Regions from separate parts of the Anser cygnoides genome. Here region 1 is linked to region 2. A link is a contact called in public Hi-C data. All regions are on one chromosome and are shown on one strand. Each heading gives the region's core, a stretch centred on a gene start, on an enhancer-like site or on the middle of the called end of the contact. The rest is flanking DNA. Distances are from core to core; before and after follow the strand shown.

The links. Hi-C and Micro-C count contacts between places; a contact is called where the count stands out from the background.
Region 1: a Hi-C map of liver shows a contact between it and region 2, with 2.8 times the contacts expected there. The contact joins two enhancer-like sites. A contact is called at or near these places in 4 of 7 Hi-C or Micro-C datasets (fetal liver, granulosa cells and liver).

Annotation. Positions count from the first base shown.
Region 1 is chr7:37,212,493-37,217,004 of Taihu_goose_T2T_genome, forward strand. The region is part of intron 3 of ADK (adenosine kinase); the gene reads right to left. Among named protein-coding and RNA genes, the nearest start is that of ADK, 49 kb to the right of the region's middle. Within about 2 kb of position 3,074, at least 2 of the 3 cell types and tissues checked have open chromatin away from gene starts, as enhancers often do.
Region 2 is chr7:36,754,654-36,758,675 of Taihu_goose_T2T_genome, forward strand. LOC106033034 (dual specificity protein phosphatase 13B-like) reads left to right here. Exons shown (of 5, transcript XM_013176341.3): 3 at 689-896; 4 at 2,023-2,243; 5 at 3,737-4,022. The coding sequence starts at 736. The coding sequence ends at 3,963. Among named protein-coding and RNA genes, the nearest start is that of DUSP13A, 25 kb to the left of the region's middle. Within about 2 kb of position 1,953, at least 1 of the 3 cell types and tissues checked has open chromatin away from gene starts, as enhancers often do.

The sequences.
Region 1 (4,512 bases), core at 1,824-4,323, 460 kb after region 2:
TGGTGTGAAGTTATGTTAACATTAGTTAAGATTTTCATTTCATTTAGTTTTATGCATTTTAGGTACTTTTGAATATTTAATAAACTTAACTTAATTACCTTTAATAAACTTAAGTGGAGAGTGGGAAATTTGATAAAAAGTATCTGTACCTACGCACCTGGTTATATTGACTGGGAAGAACTACCACATTCTATTAAAAATTATTTAAACATTTCTAGCAGCTATAATGCAGGAAAGGGAGTACTAACAAATGGGTTTTTCAGATAGAATAGCAATCTTCATCTTCTCAGTCCTCTGTGCCACAGGAATGGATCCTTTCCTGTGTAACTTTTTGGGCCTTTGACATACTTGGCCTAATATTTATCATTTCTTTTCAACGTCTACCACTCATAACGTATCCATACATATATTGAACCCTATAAACTATTTCCAGTAAGTACATCCTAATGCTCTTCTTAGGTTCTGTGGTTGTTTTTTTGTTTTGTTTTTTCCTTCCTCCCCTGTCCGAGGCCTCTCTAAAAACCAACTCCAATTCCTCCGGACTTATCAAAGCATATGAAAGAAAAAGGGGGAGAGAGAAAGCAAGCAGCCAAAAAAATCCTTTTTTAAACCATCCTCGTGGAAAACTGGAACACATTTTCAATTGTTCATAGCATATTCAAAGAAAAATTCCAGAATTTTCTAAAGCCATTTTAACTCACAAGTCTCTAGACTATCAAACTGCAATCTTTAAAAGAAGGCACACCTTTTCAAGTAGTTATTTACTTCTCAAAATGCAAATTTCTAAGAAGAATTCATTTTCTACCCCTCAAAAAACATGAAGGGCTTTCAAAAGCTGATTTACCTTCTTATTTATACAAGGTAATGCAGTATATTTGCATTAAACAGTCAAAATTTTATTTTTTGTAACGTAGTAAGTAGCTAACTATGTAACCCCTGCCGTTTTAAAAGACAGTCCTCTTGTCAGTAAAACGTTCAAAGTGACAATTTCAGTAACTCAGCATCTCTTTCTGGATAATTAGATATTTTATGAATATGCAGATTTCAGAGCTGATTGGCTCAAATAGATCCCATTCCTTGAGAACATCACGATCCATAAAAAAATGCTCTCACCCAAACTTGCATTAAACATGGATCTGCAAAGGTCAAATACAGATCACACCAGACAGAATTACCCTTGCCCAACCTTTGTGCAGATACAGGTTATGATGACTATTTTTCCATTGGTACTGTGACCTGTATACACAGGATTTGCTTGTAGCAGATCTTTGCAAAATCTTTGGGGAGTACAAGGATGGAGATTTCATGTCGTCCACATTACCACAGCATGCAAGTTAAATAACAAAACAATAGCACCATCCAGTGGCAATATCTTTCCTTTTAAAATTTCATCATTTACTTCCGTGATCCTAGTGGAGCAAATGTAAAACAAATAAGCAGGGCATTTGTTCTTCTAATCACACTTCTTAGAGCAGCTCGCATCCCGAGAATATACGGAACTAGGTGGGAAATGCAAATGCAGTACTAGTAAATAGCCTGAAAAGAGCAGCTGCACATAGAAGTAATTGTACAAAGACAACACCAAACTTCAAAAATCAAATACAAGAGCCTGCTCGTTGCAACATTTACAAGATCCATAATATAAATTTGTTCCAGTGCTCTAATCCTTCTCATATATTCACTGAAGGTTGAAATATTTTTTCCCCTGAACTAGGAGCATAAGCATCAGCTTTGTGTTGCATTTCAAGTAGAAAATAATTCAGTGTCTTCTCAGTATACATTTTTATTTTTAAAATCTGTTCTCTGTATATTATAGGCCTGTTCCTCTTTTTTTTTTTTTTTCTTCTTATTCCCGTCTTTCAGTTCAGTTTCTCCCTCCTACCCATTTGGTTATATCCCATTTCCTTAGAAAAGTGATTATTTCAGATTTTCAAGTACCGAAGTGGTGACCTCATGGTAAGCAGCTGTGGCAGAGCCAAAAAAAATCTCATTAACAAAAATAAAATGAAAAAAAGGCTGCTGTACAGGAATTGTCATCTACAATAACCAATATGCCAGGAATAGGGAAAGAAATAACTGGTTTTAAAGATGTTTGCAGAGTGTTTTTCTCAGCATAGAGAAAAAACAATAATTAAAGTCATACTATTTAGAAGTTCAGTGTCCAACCACTGACACAGGCGCAACCTTCCAATTTAGGAAAGGCTCCCATAAATTATACCAACCATTCACAAGTGCATTTGGACAACTAGGATGGCATGACTTTGTCTTCATTGTGAAGTTCAATATTTAACGTGCTAGAAAGCTTTAAGAAAGCTATTTCAGAATATTCCCATAGCTGCAGCTAGGATTACAGTCCAACACCATTAGTTTTGTTTAGAAATCAGAAATCCATGCAGAATTCTGTCAACAGAGGTGAACGGTGGGCTTATTCACTGTTGCATACAGACGTTTCACTGTTGCTGAACACTAGTAACATTAGCTTAAGATAAATAACTTTTTTTCAAGTAGGTGATAAGTGAATTCAGAAGCAAATGATCATAGCCCATCTCAGCTTTCACCAAAATTATAAAGTAACTTGTCACTACAGTTTAAAAGGACAGGCAACTACAGTAGCTAATACTCTCGTTTAAATACTCACTTTCAATTTACAGCACTCAACACATTTCTGCACTAATACTTAATTTCCCAAAGTAGTTTTTCCAAAAAAGTGGAAGACTATGATCCTATCTTTGATAGGCCAGTGTGAGACCTGCACACATCCTACATCCATAATAAATCTAGAACAAGCAGGATAGGAGAATGTGTCTATTCAGTTTTGTTAGCTTCTACCTGAGGAATTAACAACTGAAATGAAGTAATATCCTTGTATTCCTGTGGTCTGTGCTGCTGTTCCTTAAGAGCTCTGTTGTTTCCCCCCTCCCAGCCAGAGCCAGCTACATCAGTGAGAGACACGGCCAGGCCAGGATGCAGGGGCAGGGTGCCAAAGATGCTGAACTGGCACAGGGAGTTCATCTCCGCCACCTCCCACATGCTCCTGCACCAGCTTGAATAATATCTATTGGTTTCAGCTGCTCAGCAGAGACACTGGCATCTGCAGCTGCAACTGCACCAGCTGACTCATGTGACCAGAAGGTAGGGCTGGATCCCTCGCAGCAGCTGCACTCCATCTGCAATCACTGGGCTGGGGACAGGAGCAGCAGTCTGTGTCAGTTTCTGTTTCCGCCGCTTGTAAAGCAAGGTCATCTGATCATACAGCCAGCACAGTATTAGGGCAGGAGACCCTGCTCAGAATAAGCAGATGGCTCCATGGTCAAGGCATGCAGCTTCTGATTTTGCAGCAAGTTTCCCATGCAATTTGCAGCCAGCTACGTTCCCTGTTTGCTTTGGCCACAAATCCATAAAATTACAATCTGATCTAACAGAAAGCTGCGAGAACAAATCGATTTAAAATGTCTGAGACTCCCATATACAATGATTACTGAGCTGTGTAAGTATGTAGATAAGTAGATGAGATATTTCCCGGCAGATCTGCAAAGTTATTCATGATCAGTAAGAAAAATCAGCTTTACACCAAAACACACTCATCTCCTTACAAATGTAAAGCCACATATCCATACTGGGCATACATACTTACACTGCTAAGTCTCCTAGATGTCCTGATTAGATCAGACAGTCAACTCTAAGTGATATTTTCCATCATACTAAAAAAAACAAACAGCTCAGGTCTCCGTATTTTCCTCCCACAGCAGGCTATTCTGCCTGGCCTGCATTATTGCCTATAGGGGTGGAGAGGTGCACAGAACCTCACTCTAGCAAATACAGAATCACACTCTTTGCACATGGATTTTTCCTGCCAGTCCTATACTGTTTTGTCTTCTCAGTTGAAAACCCTTTTCGTTTTTTTCCCATCCCACCCCTATCCATCCAGTAATCTATCCAACTCCCTCTCCACTCTTCTTTCTGCACTGTTTACTTATAGGCATTAGTTCTGTGTTTCATCCTGCAAGCCCGCCTTGTTCTGCAATTTATCCAACTCCCTCTTTGCTGTTTTTTCTCCACTGTTTAGCTTACTGAACTAAGCTCTCCACCACTTCATGTACTTAGAGAAGATTTGGTGCAAAGGAAAACTTTTGTAAAGTAACCAAACAGCCAGATTTTGTAACATTATTGCTCATAACAGGAAAGATCAGACATAAAGCCTACTTGTAAGTACAAAGAATTGGTCATCATAAATAAATGATGTACACCTTTGATCACTCCAGTTTGAAAATGATGATAACACACTGCCTTCAACTCATGGTCTCCGGCTTACCAGGAGGCAATGAAGAACAATTCACTCCCCCCAGAACACCATAAATTTGCAGCCATTCCTAAAAAGCAATTCTGAACTCCCCAAAGCCACATTAGAATTGTGAGTCAAAGAAACACTTCTGGGAATTAAACATGCACCGCTATTTTGTTGGCGGTCTATATAACATATTCAAAGAACTTCAGAGAGTCTGTTATCTGAAC
Region 2 (4,022 bases), core at 703-3,202:
GACATTCACCTGAGATATACAAAAACCTGGTTCAAATTCTCTCTGTTTCTACTTGTATGCACACATACATATATAACTGTACGTGTGCATGTAGATCTGCATGTATGTATATAAATACATCCATATAAATGAAAGAAAAACTCTACACATGTATATTTTATGTATTTATACATATACACTATATGAATATGTCTTATGTACGCATCCTAGGATTTCCACCCTGGCCCTAGAAGCCTTGTGAGTTTAAGTCAGTCCAATGATTCATTCTTTCAAAAACTTCCAGTTTTAATTAACAAGAAGCAAGTGTGCACAAACACTCTCCAACACAAAGTGCTGGAGCTTTCCTGTATTACACTCATCAGAGCTACAGTAACAACAATAATACCTGCACCTACGAGTTTCAGTTAATGTCGTGTTCAGGTGGCACAGGACGTTCTTTTTTAACAGCATTACTTGACAAGAAATTAAATCATATCGTCTTATGCTGCTGCCTTCTCAGGGGATGAATTACATACTGTAGAGTCATACCACAGAGTCAATCCTGCTCTCTGGATGCTTTCAGCAACACCTGCAGGCTCTACTGCACACACCAGTTATAATAATGTAATGCTATTTGGAGGGCAGTGAACAGGACTGCTTCCTAGGGATTATTATTTCTGTATGAAAATTTCCTCTTAATTCATTTCAGTAAAGCTGTCTCTGAGACAAACCGAGTGTGTGCAAGAGAGGAGCAAGATGCCTCACACCAGAGATGACTCTTCCCCAACCAGCAGTGCAGGGAGCCCAGACTCCTATGAAACACCAGCGCTAGCAGACCTCCAGCGGCTGATTTGGTTCAGAGGAGGGTTGGATAATCACGTGGACCAAGTCTGGCCAAACATTTACCTGGGAGATGCGTAAGAACATATGGTCCTATTATTAAGCTGTTATCAGTCCCTGGGAGGAGAAGGAAGGGATGTGGTGCACTGGGGAGCAGCTGTTGGGTCTATAGGAATGTTTTCACAACACAAGCTTCCAAAACTGATAACACAAGGACTTTGAATGTCATGAAAAACATGACAGACGAAGGGTAATTTGTAGTCTGAGTTGTTTTTTCTGCATTCTGTGAACCACAGCAGACTTTGGCAGGGTAAGAACTATTTGTATTCTAGATAGAAGTCTAGAAAGAACCCATCCCAAATTAGTGTCAACTGTGAGAAGCGTTATCTGCCCTGGGAACTGAGCTCTTGGGCAGCAGACAAGGCCACTGTAGCCTTCCACTCAAATACAGGAGCAGCAGGATCAGGAGCCAGATGGACAAGGACCCAAATAAAATTTGCAGTAAGGATTTTGGCAGTCCAAATCCAAACTTCTTTTCAAAGATGGTAACACTGAAAATATCAAATAGGAATTTCCACTCAAATACCTCATACTCGTGACCACTTCTATTTAGTGCTGTTTCCTTCTATTTAGATTACCGCAGATTACAAAGATCATCAGATGGGCAGAACAACAGCTCATGATTACCAATCCTTTCTCCTCCTCCTTATATATACATCAGTTAAGGAGCACAACTTTATGGAATAACTTCACTCCTAGTTTATAGCTGGAAAGGGGGAGAACCTGGCTGGTGAGCATGACAGAGCCGCTTCGTGTCCAAACCAGGAACAAGGTGCTGCATCTGGGAGGGTTCTCGCCCTTGCCACCCACGCACACAGTGAGTGAGAGATTAGCTGCAGATCTCATTAAACACGTATGTGAAGTAAAATCTTGACCACTCTATACAGTAAGCAGTGTTCCCAGGGGCTAACTGCTGGGAGGTATTTGCTCAGCTACCAGTATCCCACAGGCAAGCCTGTGCTCACGCTGCTCCCCATACCACCACACCACATTTTTCATTTGCTATGGGCTTCTTCACATGTGCTGTAAGCAAGATGCATTTCCTGCATCCTTCCCTAGAGGGAGCAGGCACCAACGTCAAACCATGATATTTTTCCAGAATGTTAGGCGTGCTGCCAATGAACCCTTCGCATCTCTCAACAGGTGGGCTGCTAGGTGCAAAACTACTCTTCAAAGCCTCAACATTACTCACATCCTTAATGCAGCAGATGGGCCATACAGTATCAACACGGGAGCCAGATATTACAAAGATCTGAAAATAGAGTACTTCGGAGTAGAAGCATTTGATGATCCTTCCTTTGATTTAAGTATCTTCTTCTACGACGCTGCCAATTTCATTGGCAAAGCCTTAAACACTTCAGGAGGTAAGAGAGAGGCAAGCTTTGGGATGAAGCTTCAACATGAGCCAACGGACCTCCCGTTGCACTAACAGGGTTTGAGAAAGCACACGCAGAGTATGGCTGGGAGAACAGGATGCTGCTCCATAGTACATGGAGAGGTGGCCACGACGAGGTGGCTGCCAGCTAGGGCTGGCACCCTCATGCCCACCCTGCAGAAATTGCCTCCTAGCAAAGTCTGAGGGCCTGCCTGCCGTGTCCGTGCCCCCAGCACCCTGGCCAGGGCTGCAGCCCAGAGGCACAGGCCCCGTACCGTGAGGCAGCTCTGCGCCTGCTCCCCGCCGGCACCTGGGAGCACTGGCTGACAGGCTGCACGTACCAAAGTGCTTCACACAACTGGAGCCTGGTCCAGGCTGTCTATTAAGCTAGAGAAGAAATACAAGTTAATGAACTAAGTTACAAGCTACGAGTCTGACCCGCAGCCTGCTGAATTTTTGTCAGCAGAGTTTGGATTAGGGCCTAGTTATCATAATTTCCATTTGTTCCAGAGCTTGCTCCGACTCTGGCTGTGAGATCTTGCTGCTTTCACTGGAGTGCTTTATTAAATCCCTAGTTATAGCTCACACTGGGCTGCTGAGATACAGTAAATTACGAGTCCGTTTTTATAGGCAGACTGTCCCACAGAGTTTATGGGACTTGTCAATGATCACAGTCTGGGCTGGACCAAAATTTTCTGCCAAAACTTCCTTTTCCCACAAAAAATTACACTAATGAGTTTTGTCACAGAAAGCTTCTCCTTCCACAGAAAGTTTCAGCTATTTTAATCTGGGAACAAATATCTGAGAACCCAGAGAGTTTGGATGAGACCTGGTTTGGGAGCAGTCACCAGCCTAGGTTCCTCTGCCCTGCTCTCCTGTATGGTGAGAGCTCCTCACGGGACTGGAGGCCCCTCCTGCAGGGTAACGGCCAGCAGATCCCCAGGCACTGCTTTGTCAGGGAGCTATGCAGTCTGTGGAGGGATAATGCAAACATGAGGCTCTTGTAGCCTGTATAACTTCGCAAAAACTTTTTGAATATATGTCAGCATGGGAATGTTTAGTCTTCTACCTCAGACCAACCAATGCAGTCTCCACAGCACTCTTGAAACCTTCCATGAAAAAAGTCCACCATACAATTACTTCAGTCAGGGAAGAACATTCATAATGCTCCATTTCCAATACCTAACTTCAGTGCCTAGGTCCTTTCTTTCTAGTGCTATTGAGCATCAAGATAAGCTCTGTTAATTCTATTATTCTCTTCACTAACTACGGAGAGACCTAAACTAGATGCATACACTCAGTATGAAATACCACTGCAACAGATCTATAGCACAATCTTAGGCCATCCACAAAAAAAAATGAGTACCCACCAAACACCACAGCTGTTTTGCCAATTCACGTCTCGTAGTTTTTGTCCTCTCTGTGTTCCCTTCACTTTTGAAATGCTAAAGCCTGCTCACCTCATGTCTCTTCTTTTTGCAGGTAAAGTGTTCGTGCATTGTGCCATAGGGGTAAGCCGCTCTGCATCCTTAGTGCTTGCCTTTTTGATGATCCATGAAAACATGACACTTGTGGATGCTCTGAAAACAGTGGGTTCTCACAGAAACATCTGCCCAAACACAGGGTTCCTCAGCCAGCTCCGAGACTTGGACATTAAATTAAATGAAGAGAGGAAAGGAAACAGAGAATCTGCTGGCAAAGAGTTGTAAGAAAGTAGTCCTAAAAGAAAGAAAGAAGACAAAACATTACTTGAGTTTCCTAAATCTCT